Regions from separate parts of the Mus musculus genome. Here region 1 is linked to region 2. Evidence: chromatin contacts called from public promoter capture Hi-C data. All regions are on one chromosome and are shown on one strand. Each heading gives the region's core, a stretch centred on a gene start, on an enhancer-like site or on the middle of the called end of the contact. The rest is flanking DNA. Distances are from core to core; before and after follow the strand shown. Region 1 has its middle 80 kb from the start of Grem2. Region 2 has its middle 8.7 kb from the start of Apcs.

What was found. Promoter capture Hi-C pulls out the DNA fragments that hold promoters and counts their contacts.
Region 1: a promoter capture Hi-C map of liver shows a contact between it and region 2, with 2.3 times the contacts expected there. The contact joins two enhancer-like sites. A contact is called at or near these places in 3 of 39 promoter capture datasets (hippocampal neurons, liver and pre-B cells).

What each region holds. Positions count from the first base shown.
Region 1 is chr1:174,997,831-175,005,241 of GRCm38.p6, reverse strand. No RefSeq gene overlaps it. Among named protein-coding and RNA genes, the nearest start is that of Grem2, 80 kb to the right of the region's middle. Within about 2 kb of position 5,506, at least 8 of the 459 cell types and tissues checked have an H3K27ac peak or open chromatin away from gene starts, as enhancers often do. A contact at or near this core is called in liver, where this site is marked.
Region 2 is chr1:172,900,137-172,907,277 of GRCm38.p6, reverse strand. No RefSeq gene overlaps it. Among named protein-coding and RNA genes, the nearest start is that of Apcs, 8.7 kb to the right of the region's middle. Within about 2 kb of position 3,782, at least 10 of the 459 cell types and tissues checked have an H3K27ac peak or open chromatin away from gene starts, as enhancers often do. A contact at or near this core is called in liver, where this site is marked.

The DNA of each region.
Region 1 (7,411 bases), core at 4,257-6,756, 2.1 Mb before region 2:
TAATGTTACACAATTCTATTTACTGGAATCAGCACCCATAGCCTTAATTCTTCCCATAGTGTGGAATAGGACTAATGCTATTATCTAAGGCAAAACCTCTTTCTATGACTTAGTGCTCTCATTGCTTCTCTAAAACCCGTCTCCCAATAGCTATCTCCTCAACAAAACAAATGAGACAAGGACAAAACAACTGTTTGCATTTCCTAAAAGTCCCTACAACTGCATTTTACTCATTACCTCACTAAAAGCACACATGTCTCACACATGTAGTGACTCATATCCCAGAGTGTCCCCTCTATCTCACTGCCATATCCTCTTCATTGCACTAGCTGGTACCAGAGATTATATTAACCATTGTTTATGCCCTCATTATAAACTTTCCCTCTGGGAGAAAGCAAGATCAACAGAGGAATCGAGACTTCTCATTCTGCTGCATTCCCACTTTTAAAAACAGTGTCTAAGACTAAAAGACACCATAACATCTTTCCATAAATGATTCAATACTCTATAATGTTTCTACTGCAATTACATAAGTCTCCTCTGAAGGCGATCTGAAGGACCAGAGTTTGATTGCATTTTGCTGTAACAGAGACTTCTGAAGGAGCAAGACCAAAACAAGCAAGGGTTCATCCCAGTGGTACTGTTATGAGAAGAAATGGATTCCAAGAGCTTGATTCCAGCTAGAAAAGGAGCTTGGATTCTGGAGGCTCTCACTGGATAGACAGACTTTGCACAGAAGCACAGTGCACAGACATTATGTGCACAGAGATTTTTAACTATGATGAAACAGGCTTTTGGATCCTTGACTCCAAAGGTAATGTTGGGATACAAAGATTGAAAAAAGCGTATAGAATGCTGAGAACTGTCATGGTCCATCATGCATTAACACAATGGCCCTTGGTATTTTCATCAAAAGAATTCATTTCAACCAGTTATAGTAGGTGAGTCACTGAACAGAAAGATCCTTTGGACTTGGAAATTGGCAGGGGAAGACTTTCTCCTAAAGATATTTTCATCCAATATTTGAATTACATAAGTGTCAAAATATGTCATTTGGAAGATGGTATTTTCAGCTCACACAAAATTACTTTTTTGAAAATAATATTTATAGAATATAGAATATGTCATTAATTATCTTTATTTTAAAATTAGAAAACTAAGACACATGTGTGCATCATGCTTTGTTTGCCAAACTTTAATTTTATAATTAACTTCTGTGATTGTAATTTGTCTTCATTGTTAATGATAATTTCTATAACATTGTAGCAATTGAGTAAAAATTTATCGTTCTTTGGTCTGCTTCTAGAAAGAAACATCCTTATTTTTTTTTAAAGATTGTCACAAAAAGTCTAATTTAGCAATAAAGTTTTAACAGGTGAAAAGACATATGGATAAATAAAAATGAGACAAAGAAAATACATTAAAATATCCACCAAAGAACATAGAGGGCCTGAGTATTTGTTCTATGAATGTTTATTTTACATTTTACTTAACTCTAATTTTTGAAGAACTGTTTTTATTGGCAATAAGAAAAACATTTATACCACAACCCCTTCTCCTAAGGCTCCAGGATCATTGGAGAAGAAAGAGCTGAAAAAGAAAGAGCAAGAAGTGGCCAATGAAATGGAGTTTCCAGGACACAGCAGGGCAGCCACACAGGTGAACCCACAGTGGTTGTGACTGGATGCACAAGACAAGTCAGACCAAATCTCAGAATGGAGAAGAGAGTGCGATATGAGGTTGCACCCCTAGCCAAGGAGGTATGAACAACTAGGGGAGGGAGAAGCAGTTTTCTCAAAGAGTGTAGTTTTTGGAAAGTCAGCCTTTGTTCCTAAGTTGCTTTTGGTCATGTTGTTTTATCATAGAAATAGAAACCTAACTCAGATGGAATGTGTACAGTACCTGAAAACATTGTACCATTTTACATATACAGCTTAAACATCTAAGGATTTGATGTCTATGCTAGTTCCTGCAAAGTAAAAATCAAGTTATCACTTGTGGAACTATGCTCAGCTCTGTGCTGATTTACTCCTTAGCAGAGATAGCACGTAATCGATTGTTTAGCCCAAAATTATAGATGGTAAAATCTCATGAAAATTCACTTGTAGTTATGGAAATAAAAATGAATACAACTTATCTGTATATTTCAGTTGATGGATCATAATTTGATAGAATGTGGAAATACTCCCATCTCCTACTTCTTTTCAGGCATTAGAGCTCCTGACCAAAGATCATGAGTCTGTACAACAGAAAGTGAGAAATGAGCAAGTCTCATGAATCTATGACATTTCCTGCAGATTTAGTGATGTACTCTGCACCACCAATAGTAAAAGAGAACAGGACATAGAGGAAGACAGAGTGGCTTCCAGTAGGAGTAATCAAGGGACAGAGCTTGTCATCCTGTGTTCTATTGGTTAAAGTGCACACAAAGTTCCCTCACAGTGCCTGGCTTCTGTTAGAAGTCTGATGAATGTTGTCCACCTGTTCATTCTTCTGACTTCTCAAACAGCCAAATTTCAGGACCTGTTGCCCATAGTGTACTGTCACAGCTGTACATGGCAGCTTTTCCATTTATATGGCAAGAACTATGTCTGAGCTGAGACAGAAAACATTGTGGGAGATAATTATTTGGGATCCAGAGTCAGATTGTTTGGACCAATTCATCATCTTGAGTTTTACTAGGTTGTGATCCTGGCCAACCGTTGTGCCCCAGTTTTCTCATACATGTATGCCAGAGTATTTGTTAGGGGGAGTAAATAAATACATGCATAATACTTAGACAGCTACCTGGCTCATGGTAAGATGCAAAGTACCAATAAAAGGAAGTTTCCTTCTCCTTCCTTCTCCTTCTTCTCCTTCTCCTTCTCCTTCTCCTTCTTCTCTTCTTTCTCCTCCTCCTCCTTCTTCTTTCTCTTCTTCCTCCTCTTCCTTCTCTTCCTCTTCTTTTATTATTATTTGCTATTATTGTTATACTATTATGACTTTATTTCTTCATAGGTGGCATCAAATGGTATAGTAATAAATGCTGCTATTTTAATTAAATATTCTGACTTAGTGTTCATTAGCAATCACACTATACATGTACAGAAACAAGAAATCAAGGCAAGAACTTAAAAGTCACTATAAACATATAGCGTTTACTTATGTTGTATTTGTGTTTCAATCTTCATAGAGAGTAATCATGAAACAGTAATATTTAGCATTTGGGAAATAATGGATCATTTGATCACTTCCTTCCTTTTTCAGCAAAAGGAGACATTTTTTTATAGACTATTTTTTTTGCCCAAGGATTCGGTGATTCTAAGACAAAGGATGAAGGGACATAGATCCTACCAGTCAACCTAGGCTATCTACCCCAGTTCTTAGCATAACTCTTGCCTATCCTTTCTCACTATTCACAATGTTTAAGCCTTTTCTGTCCATTTTGTTTGAGATCACAAGCCTGGCAATTAGTTATTTATTGAACTCTTATCAAATATTTGCTAAGTATAAGGCAAAAAGACCTAGAAATTTATAACAATAACCCCTCCCTCTTTCTCTCTCACATAAGTCTAAATGTGTGAAAGATCTATAACAGAAATACTCAATATCTCTGGATCCACAATGAAAACCAATGTAGCAAACACTAAGAACACACAAGAATGAGGACCTCATTAAACAGGCAGATGGCAGTGTTCTCACAAATTAAGACAGCATTGGTGCTTTGACCTTACCATCCTATCCCAACCATTCCTCCTTGAACGTCTTAGCATTTTCAGAATAAAATGTGACCCAATACACACTTTGAAAAGGAGTTCTAAAGTTTCTTATTGAGGACATTCAGACATGCTGAACTGTGCTTATGGGCATGCCTCCTTATTAGTAGATTGGGTAACCCAGGCATTTATAATTATAATTATATCATATATTCTCATCCACTTCTTGGTATTATTAGATTTCACAAAGTCATACTTTTCATGAAGTTACTGGTATTTTGTCCTTCATTTTTTTGATATTGGTAAGATAGTAAATGAAGCTTTTAAATTAGATTTATGGTAGCAATATAAAGTGAAAAGTATGTCATGGCAGCCCATGTAGGCTGAGGAGCAGAATGCTGCCATCACTAGATCAACAGCAAAAGACAATATGTCTTTAATGAATTTATTACTAGATCCTGAATATGTGGCCAGAAGATTTGTACCCAACAGGTAAAATTCTATAAATCTCTATTTCAAATGTCACTGAACATAGTTTCACTCTTCAACCTATCCTGTAGTCTCTAGAGAAACCCACCAGGCAGGAGGGCAAAATGAAAGACTTACTGTGTAAGCCACTAGTAAAGCTAGCACTATTAGCAAGGGCAAGTGAATGGAAGATAAAACATGACCTGTGTTGTCAATGAGGTGAATTCATGTTCAGCCTTGATCCATTTCTATGGCCAATAACCAGGGGAAGTAAAGTCAAGTCTTTCCTTCGAACTTCAAAAGTCAGCAGGCAGAGGACAAAGAAGCAATGGGCCATAAAAGATCAGGGCTGAGCTACATTCTTCAAAGGCCAGAAGCAGATCATGTTTTAATACCTGGATCTGGGACATGCCAACTGCTAAACCAAGAACTAGATGAGCCCCAAGTGAACCTCACTCATTTTGTTTGAAGGTTGGTACTAGAAGTACCACATTATAATGGACTTTTTAAAGTGAATCCATCCAACAGGAATATGTACACTGAAGAAGTCAGAGAAAGACTGAAAATGGAGGAATTGGGTCATTAGAAGGGAGGGAGAATATAGTGATCCTGTTTTCAGGATGTCTTCGTTATCTTTAGATATATATCCTTTCTTGTCCTTCCAGAATCTCAATCAACAGTTATGGTTTATACTATATGACAGAGCATTTGTGTTAGACATTCAAGCAACTTAAGTTGTTTAAAACTAATAGTCTCCATGTATCTCTCTCTCTCTCTCTCTCTCTCTCTCTCTCTCTCTCTCTCTCTGTCTCTCTCTCTCAAATGAGATGAAAGACAATCACAGTGAGGAGGAAAAAATATATTATTATGTCCCACAACCATGACATCGGTCCGTTCACAATGGTGACTAGGTGGTCGAAATCTACAAATGCAATATCTGGAGATTTCCTATGTGCCAGAAAACTGTGGCACCTAACACAGCCTCTCTGACACCTCCATTTCCCCCTCTGCTTTCTCTTTGGGGAGCCAGGGTCCTCTGCTTGCTAGCAACAAAGAATACAGCAGATGGCAGCAAGCAGCTGCCACATGCTCTGAGCTTATCATGTCCAAGTCCTGTTCAGCCCGGCTGAAGGAAGGTTGAAAGGGGAGGTAACTTGTCAGATTTCTGTGTTCTCTTTTTCTTCTTCTGTCTCTGCCTTTCCTCCAACTAGAAAGAAAGAAGCATTTAATCTCTAACTAGCACATAAAATCAGCAATTAGAGGCTGGACAAGAACACAGGTTTGTTCCTGAAGGCTGAGCCCTACCTGAGTCTGAACAGTAGTGGAAGAAGGCCACACTTGCTGCCTGCCCTGCTGCCTTGTTCACTTCTCAGCCTTCAGGGGCTATTGAGCATTCCTTGGATATACATTCTGAGAACACTCATCCAAAGCCAAATTCTTCATAGGCCATTTCTACTCCCTCTACCTGTCCATCTTACACCAGCAGCCACGCAGAGGACACAGGTAGCAGGAAGGCCTGAGAGCCCCCAGCTTTCAGCCCAGGAGCGCAGAGATAAGCTTGGATTCTCCTAACTCAGCCTCTGCAGACCACAGCAGAGCTGTCAACATGCCCTGTACTTCTCTGAGCCCCTGCCTTTAAACTTGTCCTGTTTAACTCAGCTCAGAAGCCTGGAATCTGTGAAAGTAAACATTTCTTATCCCTTGGATAATCTGGATAATGCAATTTAAAATACAGACGTCTATTCCCTGGACAAACACAACTGCCCTGACGTTAATGGGGCCATTTATCTGTGTTGAAGTTGGTAAGCCATGAGCACTGTTGGTGATGTTGGGATTTGGGGGATCTGATTAGCTCTGTAGTTCAAGTGACAGTAAGAACAGTGCCTGTGGCATGGGTTGGTTTCTCCTATCTTTTGGGTCATTGAATAACTTGAATCTTTTCTCCTCTGTGCTAAAATCTGAAAGGTAAGGTTTTGGTTTTTTTCTCGATTTAGACAGTCCAGTTTATTTTTCATAACTATCAAGGCGTACCTCAGCCTGGCATCCTGTTTCAGTGAGGTTCTCCAAACTTAAAATTTCTACAAAAGACAGACCCTGCAGGAAACTAGGATTACAGGTTTTAGCACCAAGTCTTTGAATTCAAAATATTTAAAAATACCTTCAGTACGTGGATGCATTTGGAGCTACCACACCTTCCTGCCTGGCTCACTAACTGGAAGTTCAGGCTTTCCTATTCAATTGACCCTGACTGTCTCAGGTGATCGCATCGCACAAACAGTGCAATCACAGTACAAAACTCAGCCGATGGACTTTCTAAAACTGGTTCATACAAAGTGTTGAAATAGAGTACAGAATGTTAAAACAGAGTCCTGAAAGAAAAAAGAAACCACTCCCAAATACCTTTGCAAAGTGAAGCAAAATGTGGATATCCACATTTTAGTAGAAGTTGGATAAGAACATTTTCCTCCCCTGCATCATTTCTGGGATGAACCATTTGGCTAAATCTCTGGTTTCTTAGCAACAGATAGTAACTGATTAGGTAAGTGATTCCTATTTATCCTAATAAAAAAATTATGAAATAGTGAAAATGTGAATCTATTAGCAAAATGAGAGAAAAATTCAAATCTCTAAGAGATGTTTCTTAGAAGCCTTTCAAAATACTTTAAAAACACTTTGAAAAAAATCCAACTTGCGAACTTTGAATTTTATCTCAGTCCATTGTCCTGAAGTCCAACTATTGAGAAATAACTCCCCAGGAAAGGCCCTTGCCTGCTTTATTCAGCTCAATGGTGTATCTACTTCAGGAAGACTGTCAAGCTACAGGCTACTTGGAGGGTCTCATGATATTTACCTTTCTTTTTTATCTTTTTGCAGCTCACTGACTTCACTGAATAACTAGGCAGCAGACTTCATGATCTATTTCTTACACCACCACACCCCGGGGGCCACCTCACCACTGGGGTTGCTGATGAGTGTCACTGTGTCTGTGACTTTATTTGGGTGCTGAGCTGGGCTAAGGTCTTCATGTTGCATGGCAAAAACACTCTGTTAACTGAATCATCTCACTAGTCTTGAAACACAGCTATCCTAAAAGTTCCCCCAGAGATGGAGAACAAATTCTCTATGCATTTAATGTTCTCTTCCTATTAAAGGCCATTTTGCTTCTCTTATAGAAGTGGGTTGCAAAGGCAGATAGCCTTTAAAATAAGCACGAATTTACTATTGTATATGAGAACAGGATGATACAA
Region 2 (7,141 bases), core at 2,533-5,032:
GAAAATCACACTATCCATAATGTCAAACTTGGCAGCTATTTATAGAAGAATAGAGCTAGGGCTGTATTTCTCACCCTACACAGAACTCAAATACAAATAACTGAATCGGAAAGATTCTGTGAGCTTGAGGATGGAAAGACATAGAGAAGGGAAGTATAATATAGGACTAGGTTTAGATGGAATTGCCATATAATAGGGGAGGTGGAAGGAGACATGTTTCACCTGGATATGACATGATATTAAATAAAGAGCCCAGATTCAGGAATAGGTTGTCTTTTTTTGAGTTGTTTTTCAGTGGGGTTCCATGTACTCCCAACACTGCTGCTGCTCTTGGTCACCCTCCAAATTGTGATGGTAAGCATCCACAGCTAAAGATACCACAAACTTGATTCATAGAACACAGAGAAATCAGGCTGGTAGCAAATTAAGCTTCACCCATACTGGCTAGCTTTCATGGCGCTAAAAGTTGTGATGCAGGATACATGAGAAGAAAAATAATCGTCAGCCATATTAATCTGTAAACCAATATGAATTACAGAAATGACCAATCTAACTTCCTAGGACACTTACCTCCTAATAGTCTATTTCAATAAGATTGCAATAGTGGCATCCGTTGATAAAATTAATCCCCTCATGCTGCCCTTACCTTTCAATAGTGTCATCAGCAGGACACCAAGCCTTCAACACATGAGTCATTTATAGTGACACTTCATACCAAAATCATAATTTAATACTGAGTGAGACATAAATACTCAGCAACTTATATCTTGAGTAAATACACAGTAAATATTCCTTTTAAAGATATATCTTTCAAATAGAAATAATTCCATAAAGATGAAATATCAAAGACTCAAAGTACTGATAATCTGAAAGAAGAGATAGGGTGACCAGTCTCTCCCACATGAAGTAAATAATAGAAGAGGAGAAAGTAATTTCTGCTACTTCTGATGATGGTGTTGAAGATGAAGATAATAGTGATGATGATGGTGATTGTAATCATTGAGGTGACATCTTCTGGGAAGTGTTTTCTGAAAGCACAAAGAGGCCGTGTTCCAGAGATGGCCAAGGTTGTACTCCTGCTGCAGCAGGACTTGGTAATATGTAAGGGTCATCCAGGTGGTACTGGTTTTGAAGGCATGAAGGGGTCACGCAAAGCAGCTGAGGCTCGGCACTGTGAGAGGCCATGGAAGGCCATTGGTGACGGTGCAGCCTCAGTTGCAATTGAAGGCCCAGGACTGAAGGGGTCATGCAGTGTTTTGGAGATGCCAGTACCATGAGATGACCACCAAGAGCAGCAGCAGCAGTGGAGTACAGGCATCTGGAGCCTAGAGGATGACGCGTGTGCTACAAAGGGCCTGGCTGGAGAAGTGACCCAAGCCCTTGGAGGAGCCCAGAAGATCGTGAGTGGATCCCAGACATTGGACGGTTGGAGATGGTGCTGCTGATGGTGGTGGTGGTAGTGATGGCGATGATGATGATGACGATGATGATGACGATGATGATGATAATGATAATGATGATGATAGTGGTGGCAGCCACTATCAAAGAGGAGAAGAGGGAAGAAAAATAGGAAACAAAAGAGGATAAAAAAGAGAAAAGGAGGAGGAGAAAGTGGAGGATAAAGAGGACGAGAATTCTACCAATATCATCATTTGTAGAGACAAACCACTTCAAATATATTTTCCATCACGTTCTGCTCTAGTAACTCATATCTGGCCTTATAGACTACCATTTCTCAGCCAACCCAAAAATTTCTTTTGTATTCTTTTATTACTTTGGTTAAAATATATTTATATGTGTCGATGTACCTGACTACATACATCATTGAAATATGAAATTCACTTCTTACTGTAATTTTTTTGGCAAAACTGTTTTAGAAAAACCTTATTACAGAGCAATATATATTCACCTTTGTTAAATCAGAGATTTTATTGAAACTCTGATTCTGAGATTGGAGACATGATGCCCACGATTGCAATATTTTTTTGTTCAGTTTCAAAAAATTCTCAAAACCACTAAAATGAGTTTCAAAATCCACCACTATCCTAATGCTAAGAATTACCTCTAAAAGTACATTAGGAATTGATCCTCACTGAAACATTGACATCTCCTATTCTCATGGCTACTCTGATGAGTAAGAGAGACAGGAGTCTCTAGAAGGAGATGTTTCTGATCCTATAATCTTTAACTTTCAACAGCCTATTGGGAGGAAATAAAAACATGGGTGGCCAAAAAGTGTGTCTTCCACCTGCTTTAGTGACTGTGAAAACACATAAGACAAAACTGAAAAGAGTTGACAGGAAGTTAAAATAATCCAAATATCCCCAAACTATACAAGTGACTACCACAATATATTTTCTAGCTCTATCTCACAGTGGACATACCCCAGAGGGATACTATCTTATGTACTGTGTGGAAGCATTCCATGTCAATAAAAAACCTTATGGCCTAGTAAAAGGCAGGGAGTAGAAGGTGGGAGTTCTACTAGAGAGAGAGGGCACTCTGGGATAGGGTCAGACATGAGAAGATTTACCCCACTCTCTGAATAAGTTAGACATATGAAAATGTGGATTGGTAACCAGTCATGTGGCAGACACAGAATAGGACAAACAGGTTAAATAAGTTATAAGCTCATAGGGTAACAAGCCTAGCTTAGAGCCATAAGCATTCACATCAATAAGTCTCCAAGTTGTTATTAAGAAATTGGGACTCAGGTAGAACAACCCATGGTTACAATGTCCCAAATTTGTCTTAATCACTTGCATAATGACCTACTCAAGAAGAAAAGATAAAGACATAGAGGGACTTTCTCAAAAATATTTGGCCAAAAAGGAAACATGATTAAAAATAAACCATCGGCCTCTCTGTCCCACCCTGTGCCAACATATCCACTCAAAGAAGACACAAGGACTTTTGGCAGGTTTGAGTCATTAAAAATTATAGTTGACATTTACAATGGAGTGCTCAAAGATATTTGCACACAACTAGCCACTACTGACCCAGTTACCATGCAGCCTCCATGGAATATAATCATTCTCAAAAGATTTCAAGAGGGAAGAAGAGGACACCCAGGACACAGGTGCCATTTCCTGAGAAGTACTCATCTTCATTGTAGTAGCATGGAGACTATAAGGATAATGTGGTTTAAAAGAGATCTGTTGCCTCTGACAATACACACTATCTGCATGGTCAGCCAGGATAATCCATGGAAGCAAGAGCATTTCTTTGCTGAAAGTCTTTATTTTCCAACCATCAAATGGTAAAATCACACATTTTGAAATACCCATCAAGGGTCAAATGATGGAACTGAGAGTCTCAAGTTGTCCCTTGGATTACTTAACTGAAGTTATTCCTGCCATCATCACTGCTAGGTACCATTCAAAGATAAAAGTCAAATGCTGAAAGGCCAGGAGAAGTGAGAGTCAGGAGGACTTTCAATCACAATGCTCACCCGTAAGAATACGTCATCAAAGTACTACTTGAGAGCTGTTGTGTGGTGGTAATGAGCAGCAGAGTTGTAATCTTAGCTTCTGCCTTCTTTGGGGAGCTCAAGTAGAAGAACAGCCTAAGTGCTTCAGCTAATTTACAACAAAGCTCTCTATTTTGTCCACTTGTGAGATGTGAAATGCAAAAGATACCATATACACAGTTGTGGACAGAAGGATTTCTTAATAGATTGACTCATTTCATCAGGGGACCTTTAGTCTGGAGTAATGCAGGAAAAACCTTGCCCCAGACTAGAAGTCCCCTGATGAAATGAGTCAATCTATTAAGAAATCCTTCTGTCCACAACTGTGTATGTTGTACTCTTTGCTTCTGTGTATCTAAGTCAGTAAACAATAAGGATCTAGAGCTGAGTGCTGAGCATTGGGTAAAAGGCCCCTTTTATATTTAACTTATCTATTTGGGCTAAATCTAGGCCATAATGACAGCTATTCAAGACAAGAACTATGCAAAAATGGAGGCATAAACACAAATGATGAAATACTCGACACTATGATGGCAATGAGCATTGATACAGGAAATAGAAATGAAGCCCATGCACTTACTGTGATTAATAGACACTATTTCCTTCAAGAGTAATAATAATACAGGAGCGATTCATGGTAGAATGACACAGGAGTAGGTCAGTATAGCACAGAAGACTTAATGGAGCATAGATATGATGTAGACAACTGTTATGATCAATACTCAAGAAAAGTGCCACACACTAGTCTTATTTCCAAGGTCCATATCTCAAGAATATCTAGGCAATCACACAGCAGTGAATTGTGGTTCAAAATGACAAAGGACAAGAAAGTTGTGAAGAGCTCTCACCTGTGAGGCTAAAGAGCACTGCAGAATGCTGAACTAGCCACTGTGTTTAGTGCTCAGTGGTTTGTGTAATCTACAGTGATAGCATCACATTCTAGTAAGGATAGAGAGGATGGCAGTCACCGGTGCTAGGAATACCAGAAAAAGTGAACCGTGCAACTTCAGTGAGGCTCTTGCTCTGTATTTTAATGGGTTGGAAATGGCAATGAAAGGGATCTGTAACCACCCCACCTTAGGATCCATCCCATCTACAGACACCAAACCCCAACACTATTGCTGATGCCAAGAAGTGCTTGCAAAAAGGAGCCTAGTATAGCTGTCCTCTGAGAGGCTCTGGCAGCATCTGACTGAAACAGATGAAGAACAGCCAAGCATTGGGCTAAGACTGGGGACCCCAATAGAAGAGTTAGGGGAAAGACTGAAGGAGCTGAAGGGGATTGCAACCCCATATAAAAACATAATATCAACTAACCGGACCCCTCAGAATTCCCAGGGACTCAACCACCAACCAAAGAGCATACATGAGTCATTCCATGGTTCCCACTACATATGTAGCAGAGGACTGCCTTATCCGGCATCAATGGGAAGGGAGGTCCTTGGTCCTGTGGAGGCTTTTTGCCCCAGCAAAGGAGGATGCTAGAGGGGTGAAGCAGGAGTCAATGGGTGGTGAAGAACACCCTTTTAGAAGCAAAAGGGAGAGGGAGGAAGTGGGGAATTTGCAGAGGGGAGATCAGGAAAGAGGACAACATTTGAAATGTAAAAAATTAAATTAATAATAATAATAAAGAAATGGGTCTGTAAGGTAGGAAAGGTCCTCAGATGTGAACTTTTAGTCATGAAGGAAGGATGGCACAAGGGAAAACAGAATGATAAATATGATACATAATAGCTCCAGCTGCATCTTCTTCTAGAAGATGCTTATGTGAGAAATCTAGCCCTGCTTCCTAAATATCTGTAATGAGACAGAGACATATAGCACTAAAGACAGAGAAATAATTCCTATTAACAAACAGTAAAGTTTCTTTTCAACATATTCAACATGTAGGGTTAAACTGAGTCCTTTTTAAATTTTTCTTTCTTGCAATTTCCTTCTCCCAAATGTTTGTGTCATGAGAGATCATGAGTGGCAAGGAGATTGTTGTGACAAGTGACTTCCAATAAATAGCCAATTTTAAAAAATATTAGAAATAGCAGAAAAAAGTTTCTTTATAATAGTAAAAACTAAATTTTATACTTAAAAAACTATAAAAATGATCATCTCAAAAATAAATGTAGGGATGTACAAAAGGAAATAGGAAGGTTAGACCCTATGATGTCTGGAGAAGATTTCAGTTGAATTTTGAATGTGAAAGTGAGATCCGAGTGAGACAACATTGTCTGAATGTCTCACTGAACTCCAGAGTAGAAGCAAGCTAACTCAGCAGGGGTTTTCTTTTATAAATAAAGCCTGAAATTAGGAACAGAGAGTTGAGATCCAGAAAAGAGACTCCCATGCATCAATAGGACCCAGAAAGTGGCAGGGCAATTTGAGATGACACTAGGATTGGGAAAAGAGGGGCTATACTGTCACCACAGTACCTGCAGCCCAGATTTAGTTTGAAAGAGCCACTTTGGTAAAGATTCTGTCATAATCTTGGTTGTTTTATACTCTGTTTTGTGCTGTGTAATAAGAAGATTGGGTAATTTACAAATAAGAGAAGAGTAATGGGCTCATCATTCAAAAGTCCAAAAATAAAGGGGCAGCTTGCTGTGACTTAGTATGATAGAAGACACCATATAATAAAAAGAGAATCTATTTTTAATTTTTATTAGATATTTTCTTCATTTACATTTCAAGTGCTATCCGTTTCCTAGTTTCCTCCCCAAAAGTCCCCTATAACCTCCTCCCGCCCTGCTCCCCAACCCACCCACTCTGCTTCCTGGCCCTGGCATTCCCCTATACTGGGGCATATAATCTTCACAAAAACCAAGGGCCTCTTCTCCCATTGACAGCTGCCTAGGCCATCCTCTGCTACATATGCAACTAGAGATACAAGCTCTGGGGAGTACTGGTTAGTTCACATTGTTGTTCCTCCTATAGGGTTGCAGACCCCTTTAGCTCCTTGGGTACTTTCTCTAGCTCCTTCACTGGGGGCCCTGTGCTCTATACAATAGATGACTGTGAGCATCCACTTCTGTATTTGCCAGGCACTGGCATAGCCTCACAAGAGATAGCTATATCAGGGTCCTGTCAGCAAAACCTTGCTGGCATATGCAATAGTGTCTGGGTTTGGTGGTTTTTTATGGGATGGATCCCCAGGTGGAGCAGTCTCTGGATGAATCTTAAGAGGAGTAAGAGAGGGCCAAATGTGCTTTTATTATATGGCCACTTATACAAAGATCACACTAATCCCATAAGGATAAATTACTCATTACCTACCCATCTCTTGTAGGCATTATTTCTTAACACTGCAACTCTGTGTGCTAAGTTACTAACACACAAACTCTGATCGATACATTCAAATAATAAAATTCCACATAGCATCCAAAATCTACCTTCATCTTACATGTAAAATGTATTCATCTCATTTCATTAGACTCCAAAACCTTAACTCACTGCAACATCAACTCAAAAATCCAGAGTCCTTAATCTCTTCAGCACTATAAGTACTTTAGAAAATAATACAAATAAATTTTCTTGGTAAGGGTTGGAGAGTATACTTAATGTGGGTCTAAGGACAAACATTTAGATAATAGGGATTATACTAATTTAGTAGGTAAAGACATGAGCTTAACACGGACAACATGCATGTTAAATTGCACAGGGGAAACCCTGTGAGCTCTCAAC